2 separate regions of the Triticum aestivum genome follow, and region 2 is linked to region 1. Evidence: chromatin contacts called from public Hi-C data. All regions are on one chromosome and are shown on one strand. Each heading gives the region's core, a stretch centred on a gene start, on an enhancer-like site or on the middle of the called end of the contact. The rest is flanking DNA. Distances are from core to core; before and after follow the strand shown. Region 1 holds the start of LOC123112450 (cinnamoyl-CoA reductase 1). Region 2 holds the start of LOC123112452 (3-hydroxy-3-methylglutaryl-coenzyme A reductase 3).

The links. A called contact is a pair of places that touch in the nucleus more often than the background predicts.
Region 2: a contact with region 1 is called in a Hi-C map of leaf, with 7 times the contacts expected there. The contact joins the promoter of LOC123112452 here to the promoter of LOC123112450 in region 1. A contact is called at or near these places in 3 of 5 Hi-C or Micro-C datasets (leaf and root).

The regions. Positions count from the first base shown.
Region 1 is chr5B:458,307,616-458,311,788 of IWGSC CS RefSeq v2.1, reverse strand. LOC123112450 (cinnamoyl-CoA reductase 1) reads left to right here and starts at 2,650. Exons shown (of 6, transcript XM_044533432.1): 1 at 2,650-2,788; 2 at 3,473-3,642; 3 at 4,111-4,173. The coding sequence starts at 3,502.
Region 2 is chr5B:458,557,007-458,561,431 of IWGSC CS RefSeq v2.1, reverse strand. It overlaps LOC123112452 (3-hydroxy-3-methylglutaryl-coenzyme A reductase 3), which reads right to left and starts at 2,398. Exons shown (of 4, transcript XM_044533433.1): 1 at 1,417-2,398; 2 at 1,042-1,223. The coding sequence starts at 2,336.

The DNA of each region.
Region 1 (4,173 bases), core at 1,401-3,900:
GTCGCCCACAACCTCCACTTCCCCCTCCACTCACAACCAGTCTTAAAGTCATCCGTTTCAAAATGACTAAAGTCCTGGATTTCTTTTCAAGTCATAGTTGTTTAAGTTTGACTAAGTCTATAAGTGTATGCTAGGGCCACCTACTATCGTATCTTGTCAACACGTAATTTGTACATTTAGAACTTGTGCGTGTTTACCGTACGTCGGCCCGATCCGGAAAGATCAAACACTGTTTCACCAAATAAACATGATATTACAATTTTGATTAAAAAACCGTTTTAACAGAGTTGTCATATAGACTTGGATCAATGTATTTTATGAAGAGTGTTTCAAATCTTGCCCATGAGCTTATAACCCCACCATCGATAACCCACAACCTCCACTTCCTCCCTGCCGTCCACGACCTCTATTTCCCCCTCCGCTCACAGCCACTCTCAGAGACGAGCGGGGTCTTGGTGAAGCTTCAGTTATAATTACACTAAGCATTAGGTGGAGCATCCAATGAAATCTTTGGGTGCACCACCTAAAGCTTAATTATATTAAAAAATCGAGTTAAAATATTTAACTATTGTTTGATTCATGTGAGGAAGATTTTTTTTCTTATTCTTCGTCAGCCTGGGTGGTCGTTGGCGCGTTCAGATGCCTCGACGCCATGCATATGTGTGCACATGTGCGTGTTCTTGGGTGCATGGTGTGTGTGTGTGTGTGTGTGTGTGTGTGTGTGTGTGTGTGTGTGTGTGTGTGTGTGTTACTAGCATATTATGCATCTGAACTGCAAATTTAGGTGGGGAATCGAGAAAAAAACCTTTACAGTCAATGATAAGTAGGACCTGCATATAAGAAATTTCTGGAAGGATTATAAATTTGCATATCGCCTTTGGCAGGCTCCGTATTACTTATTGAAGCGCACTCTATATCTCATATGGCGATGACACATATGACGATTATGTTAGAGTTGCTCTAACCTGCTACAACATGGTACACCGTTTAATTAGTTCTTTTAGCAGATACCAGCATTTCGCTAACTATTGGTTCATCCATTTCAAAATAACTGAAGTCCTAGATTTGTCCCAAGTCAAAGTTATTGAAGTTTGACCAAGTCTATGAAATATATTAACATCTGAAACATGGAATTAGTCTCTTGAGGTTTTTTATGAAATATATATAGTCATATTATGTTTATTCGGTTATTTTAGCATATTTTCCATAGATTAAATCAAACTTAATCAAGTTTGACTTAGGACAAACTTAGAACTTCAATTATTTTGGAACAGGGGGAGTAGTAGGAAGGTAGGCACATATGTATACTCCATGGACTGCATTTGACATTCCCTTTGTTCGTATCTTCGGCCAAGGCCTTTGGCTTCAAGCGCCCTTCACGCCTGCACGTGGAACATTTGCAAAAATATTACAACACCGTGACGTTTCCAAACTAAGTTTTTTCCAATTGAGTTTCTAAACTTTGTAACTCGAGTACCTCTTCTATTCCCTCAGTAAAGAAATATAAGAGTGTTTAGATCATGAAATTAGTGATCTAAACACTCTTAATTATTTCTTTATGGAGGGAGTACCTTATAAATTGTAGTTGGCGGTGGTGATGATAAATTCACTCCCCACTTCACCTCAATTTTACTTATCCATCCAGAACCCATCGCCCCCTTCGGTTTGAAAGAGTTCAATCCCCACTTCACCCCAATCCTCTCATCCATGTAGAACTTAGAGGACCCCTCTGTTTTTTAAAGAACTCATTAATAAAACCGCATAAAAATATAGTTTGGGAGCCTTGAATCTCGTACCTGCTTCTTGACCCAACCCGGTCAAATCAGACCACCTGACTCATGATTTGAATGGGGAAGCATTTTACAAGTACTATATATCCGTACGTTTTTTTACTGCGACATGAACCAGACACTCAATCCGCAATTATTTTTTCTTCCTGCCATGGTTCCTCCCCGGATATATGCATCCTCCAACCACCGCTCCTACCCAACCCCCAAGCACCCCTGCTTCTAATCTCCGTCCTCCTAACTTTCAAATTTCGAAATGTGGCCATGGCTCTGCCCTACAAATCTTACATTGGTGCTATGGTTCTGTACTTGCGCAAGTATAGTGTTGCCGACTTGATTGAGTTTCTTTCACAATGTCGCAAGTGCGTTGTTTGTTGTATACTACTAAAATCTAGAACAAATTCAATTAATTTTTATTATTCCGTGGCGACGCATGAACATTATGCTAGTGTTCCATAAATTTCAAGCTAATCTCGCGCCCTTGTATTCGATCTGCGAGTGTTGGAAAGCAACTTGTGTTATGTTACCTTCGCAAGGAGTTGCATTTTGATACATGCCTTTTTTGTTGTCGATGGGGGTTGCATTTTGCTCTGTCTAAAGACATTGCATTGTTTTTTGTAACATAAAAAAACGTTGCATTCTAACCGAACAAACACAATGTTTTTTTTTTTGGAAAACAAAAAGAAAGTTTGATGGTCATTTTCAGCAGCAGGCCACTAGCCCGTCTCCGGTTCCTCCTCCTTTCTCGAGATTGATGATCTAGGCCCAGTCATGTGGTTGGGCTGCACTGGGCCGACGATTATCGTGCCGTCGACCAGCAGACAGAGCGCGGCTTGGCTTCGCGGCCATCGACCAGCGGTTGCCTCAAAAAAAAAACATGGACCAGAGGTGGCGCTGTAAAAAAATGATTCCGATGGCGATGGCGTTCTTGACCCCAGGAACCCCGCAGACCAAGCGACGGCGGCGGTGACGGCGGCGGCGGCGTCGGAGGTGGCCGCGAGGTGCGTGTCCGCTCCACCGCTCCCTCCACGTGTTTTTGTTCCTCTCTGCACCGCTCTCCCGGACGGGTCCAAATCCATTTTTGTTTCGGCCCGGATTTCTTAATCGATTTCCACACCAGGCTGCTGGTGCCACGACCTGCCACTTCCAGTTCTGCTATTACTTTAGCCACTTGCTGCGCACATCTCGGTGAGCTCGCCACTCCGGTGGCGGCGGCGGCGGGCGGAGGGAAGAAAATGGCACCGCCGCGGCGCGTGTGCGTGACCGGCGGCGGCGGGTTCATCGCCTCGTGGCTCGCCAAGCTGCTCCTCTCCCGCGGCTACGCCGTCCACGCCACCCTCCGGGACCCATGTACGGACGCAGTTGATTCAGTTCCGTGTCATAGATGTGCTTTGCGTTCATTCATACAGTACTTGTAAATCAATCAGAGTTCCGTGTCTAGATGAGCTTTGCATTCATTCATAGTTGAAAAATGCGAAACAATGTTCTGTGTCGTCATGTGCTTTGCGTTCATTCATGGTTGTTAAATGTTAGTCGATCGGAGTTCCGTGTCCGCATGAAGAAAGCAAGGTTTAACCGATCCTGAGCGAAAGCGAATGTAGAGCATAAAACAAAGTGCTTAGTCCACGGATAAGCCAAGGTGGGAGCTGTATACTGTTCTGATTAATGGCTGAATGCTCTTTCAGGTGACCCCAAGAATGTCCACCTCAAGCAGATGGACGAGGCCCGGGAGAATCTGCACCTGCTCAAGGCCGACGTGCTCGACTACGACGCGCTAACACGTGCGTTTGAGGGATGTGAGGGGGTCTTCCACCTCGCCACTCCGGTGCCTGAAGATAAGATTGCTGATCCTGAGGCAGGTGTTCTTTCCAACTAATGCTTCGGTGTCTGAAAAAACAGTTTGTGTGGTGCTGTATCTACATTATTTGGTAATAGTACCGAGCTTGTATTGATAGTGAAGCAGCATTGTGAATTTTACCAATTGGCACGCGTTTCGCTCTTTATCAGATAAATGCACTTTTCAGTCCCATGTAATTTGGCGATTTTTGGTGCTTGCAAAGCTAGGCTCACTGTAATGTATGTTTGCAAATACTAGCTCCTGAAGAACACTTGCACATCATATTATAGCACTGGGAGTAATTAGTGCGATGTAAATGCTAGATTGTTATGTGCTTTCACCTGTGTGTGCTAACAATTTTAGATTATCAAAGTGTTAGAAGTGCGTGCTGTCAGTGTCAGGATACTTTCTTGTTGGCATTGTGAGTGTTGAACACTGTAGGATTGCTAGTACTTTTCTCACCACATTTTAAATGCATTCTTGCAGTCAGAAGTATTGGCTCCTGCTGTGAAAGGTACTTCAAATGTGCTGAAGGCCTGCTCAGCTATG
Region 2 (4,425 bases), core at 1,149-3,648, 250 kb before region 1:
ACACCAAAGGGATATCCAATTAAAATAACAATCGAGGCTCATCTGCCGCTTTCTATTGCATAACAAGTAGGGGAATCCAATTAATAAAACATCTTAAACATCTATCATGCCAGTTGCTTCATTCATCAACTCTCTTGAGTTTGAATATTTGCAGAATGGGATTTAGAGCATCTCCAACGGCCGCACAAAAATCCCGCGCCCAATAAACGTTATAGCGCGCCATTGTAGCGCTTTTAATGCGCCGGGACCAACTTTGGTTTAGCAGGCGCCCAAAAACGCGCGCCCAAAAAGCAGTCAGTGCAAATTGTGAAGCACGCGCAATCTGGCGCCCCAAATATGCTACGCGCGATAGCGTTTTTCAGCGCGCGCCCAAAAACTTCAAGCGCTACAGCTTCTGCTGGAGCTGTTCGGCGCCCAAAAAAACAAACTTTTAGTGCGCGGAGCTCTTTTTGTGCGCCTGTTGGAGATGCTCTTAATTAAGAGAATCTGCTGTGCTCTTATTCTTTGATACCAGCATATAACCATCCATCAACTACAAAATTATCCAAAATGTTATAGAACTAAGGTCACGTTTTTAAGCAATCCGAGCTAACGCCCTCAGGCACGTCGGATCCTGTCCTAAAAGTGTTCATTCCCATGCGCCCCTCTGGGCGAACTACGAAGCTGGTGGCAAAAAAGAGCGAACATATTCGGGATGGCACTTTCAGTTTTTAGAGGATGGCAATTTTCAGCTTTTTCCGTTGATGTAGCATGGCAATTCTCTTCAGTCAACATGGCAATATTCCTGAGCATGGCAATTTTTACTTTAGAACATGGCAAACCCTTTACAACAGCACGACAATTTTATCTGTTTTCGCATGGCAATTCTGAAGCATTCAATGGAAGTGGGGGTTTTCTTTTTGCGAACGAAAACATTCGTTCGTTCCACCCTGCCTGGTAAGTCATAATTAGCCACAATAATAAAAATAATCTATCAATGGTACAACGTCATTCACGATGAATTAAGGAAAAACAAACTGATTTATAAACGTGCGAAAATACCTGAGATGCTGACGACATCCATATCAGGGAAATCCTCCTCTAGGTAGTCCAGCACATGTTGCACGCCCTTGGAGATCATGTTCATCCCCATGGCATCACCAGTGCTGCAGGTGAACCTCATGTACAGGTTCCTTCCTGCCAACGCGCATTTGACCCCCTGCAGCCTTCCGAATCTCGTTGATCTGCACAAACGAAGCATTTTGGGGTTAAAAAAGAAACAGCGCTGATTTGATTGATGGGGACTGACGGCACATCAACATATCGTCAAACACAAGACAAGTCGTAGCGTAATGACATCTGTCGTGCGAGTGGAGCATGGGCTGGACAGGACAGACAATAGTGGCACTAATCTTGAGCTTATTTGGTCTAGTATACCTGCTAAAGACGACAGACAGAGTGTCGAAATTGTCCGGGTTCTCCAAGAATCTCATGAGCTCGGCGGCGCGGCGGGCGGTTGGGAACCTGGCGACGGGGGCTCGGCTCATCCCGTCACGGAACACGACGCTGGAAGCACCGCCAGACTCGGCAATGGCCTTGCATCCACGGTTGGTGCTGGCGACGAGGCAGCCCTCGGTGGTGGCCATCGGGACGTAGAGCCGGCGGCCGTCGAGGAGGAGCGGCCCGACGACACCCACCGGCAGCTGCACGTACCCCACGGGCATCTCGCAGCACTGGCCGAGAATGGAGGCGTAGTCGAAGCCGTCGAGCGGGAGGCCGTTGATCTCCCTCCCCGTGATCCTGCGCAGCGACTCGCGGCGGATCCCGGCGGCCCGGCGGCAATCTCCCAGCTTCGTCTCCAGGACGTAGGAGGGGATCTTGCCGGCGACGACCTGGGACACGATCTCCTCGTCCTCCTCCGGCATTACCTCGGGCGCGGGGCCGGCGCTCTGCAGCAGCGCGCACTGCGCGGGGGCGGGGGCGGGGGCGGGCTTGGGCTGGGCGGAGGCGATGAGGAAGTCCTCGTCCTCGTCGTCGCTGTTGGAGACGACGGACTGGACGAAGGCGATGCCGAAGAAGCTGAGGAGGTAGATGAGCGAGGCGACGAGGCCGCAGATGGCGAAGATCTCGGTGAGGCCGACGACGTGGAGAGGCGTGGAGGAGCGGATCTTCTCCCGCCAGCGGCGCATGAGGTAGGCGAGCGAGGCGGCGAAGAGCGCGGAGAAGATGAGGTTGGTGTGGCGGATCGGCAGCGGCAGCGCGTCCCCGGCCTGCACCCGCGCCCCGGCCCTCTCCCCCCTCCCCTCCGCGGGGCGCGCGCCCCCGTGCGGCGCCCTGCGGCGAACCTCCACGGCCATGGCGGGCGGCGGGCTGCGGCGCTGGGCTCGTCGGCGTCCGGAGCGGGCGAGGCGTGGGAGGGGGGTTTGCGCTGGGAGATTGGGGAAGGATCGGTCCGGCCGGGCGGTTTAATATACTAGCCTCGCCCGCAAAAAAAATAAAAGAACCTCGCCCCGTACCGGCGCTAACAGGCTTTGGGGCCCGCGGCCCAGGGTGTCTCTTGTTTTTTGTTCTCAAGTGGAGGGGCCGTTGGGCCGGGTCTCCGGTCTCGGGTGTTCTCTCGTCTCTTTTCTCGTTGGTTTCCTTTCTGCTTCCAGTGACCTCGCTGCTGTGTGTTCGCCGCTGCTGTGTCGCGTTGGCACGATACGTGGTATGGTATGGTAAACCGCGGGCTGTGTCGCGGGCGCACGTCGGCCGCTACGTGCTCCGGTCCTTTGCTCGCACGCGACGCGATGTCGCTAGAGCTTCCTTCTCGTTCAAAGGCTAGGCGTCCAGATACGTGGCATTTTGAACAGTAGATCCGGTGCTGCATTTTCTATCTTTAGATTAGTGTAGCATATACTCCTTCATTTCGAATTATAAGATGCTGGTCTTTTCTGAGTCGGATGCATGTAGACGCGTTTTTATGTGTCTGTTCACTCGTGTGAGTACGTATAGTTTATACTCCTCCGTTTCTAAATATTTGTCTTTCTAAAGATTTCAACAAGTGACTACATTCAGAGTAAAATGAGTGAATCTACACTCTAAAATATATCTATATGCATCCGTATGTGATAGTCCATTTAAATCTCTAAAAAAGACAAATATTTAAGAACGGAGGGAGAATTAAATATCCGAAACGTATTATGATTCGAAACAGATGTCATTTTATTTTCTTTTCATGCCTAGATTAGTGTACTAATATTAAGTCAAATTTTGTGAACTTTGGCTAACTTTATAAAAAAAATTAACAGCGTCTACAACACCACTAGATTCATAATATATACTTCCTCTGTTTTACAATACAATATGTTTTAACTTTTTTGTGAATCGGATGAACATAGATACGTTTAACTGTGTTTGTTCACTAATTTTAGTCTGTATGTAGACCATCTTGAAACATTCAAAACATCTTATATTTGTGAACCGATAGAGTATTGGTTATTGTATTATAAGTATCCATATTATAAATTTTGGTAAAACTTTATAAACTCGTCTTATCACAATGCTAATATGGAGAGTGAATAAAAGCAGAGGTAGTGCTAGCGAGGAGGTGAAAATGGATTGGATAAGGCTCTTCTTATTTTCATTTTCCATATTTCCAAGCAAGTATGATGTAAATGCATATGTTATTAAATGAATGCTAGGATATGGATACGGGTGATGTTTATCCAATTAAAAGGAGTGCGAACATCTGAGAACTTTAGCAACATATTAATATAGGGTAAAAATTATGGTTTTCTGCCTCCCGACGGTGCCGGTGCCGGTCCGTCCCGTCTTCGGTGGCCTTAGGGCCATGGAGCCGGAGTGGAACTCGACCCTTGCTGGTGGGAGGACGCGGCTTTTAGATCTTTTTTTGAGTTTTGTTAGAGTTTGTGTCCTGGTTAGGAAGGCGAGACAACGGCGACTCCCTGAAGATGGAATAAAGGTCTCCCGCCTAGCCCCCGTTCCGGTGATTCGTCTAGCATCATCGGCGGGCTTGTGGAGGTGTGTCTCCGGCGGATCTACCTTTGGTAGATTTGCTCGGATCGGTTCGCCGTTTGTCTTAATTCGTGTGTTTTCAAGATGGATCCTTTTGATCTACACTCTTCATTCTCCGCGGCGGTTGCTGTTCTGGTGCATTGGTTCTATAGGGCCTTAGCACGACGACTTTTCGATTGTCTACTACAACAACGTTTGCCCGACTCTGGCGAGGGAGGGGCGATGACGGCGGCACGCCTTTGGCTCGTCCTCTGTGCTTGTAGTCGTCGCTAGGTGGTCGACTGATCTGGATATAATTTTTACTATTTCTAGTATTTGTTGTACTACTAAGATTGAAGATGAATCAATTGGAAGTTTTTTTCCGCAAAAAAATTGTGTAAAAAATATAACAGATCCATGACTATGCCATGATGTATTATAAGTCTGACG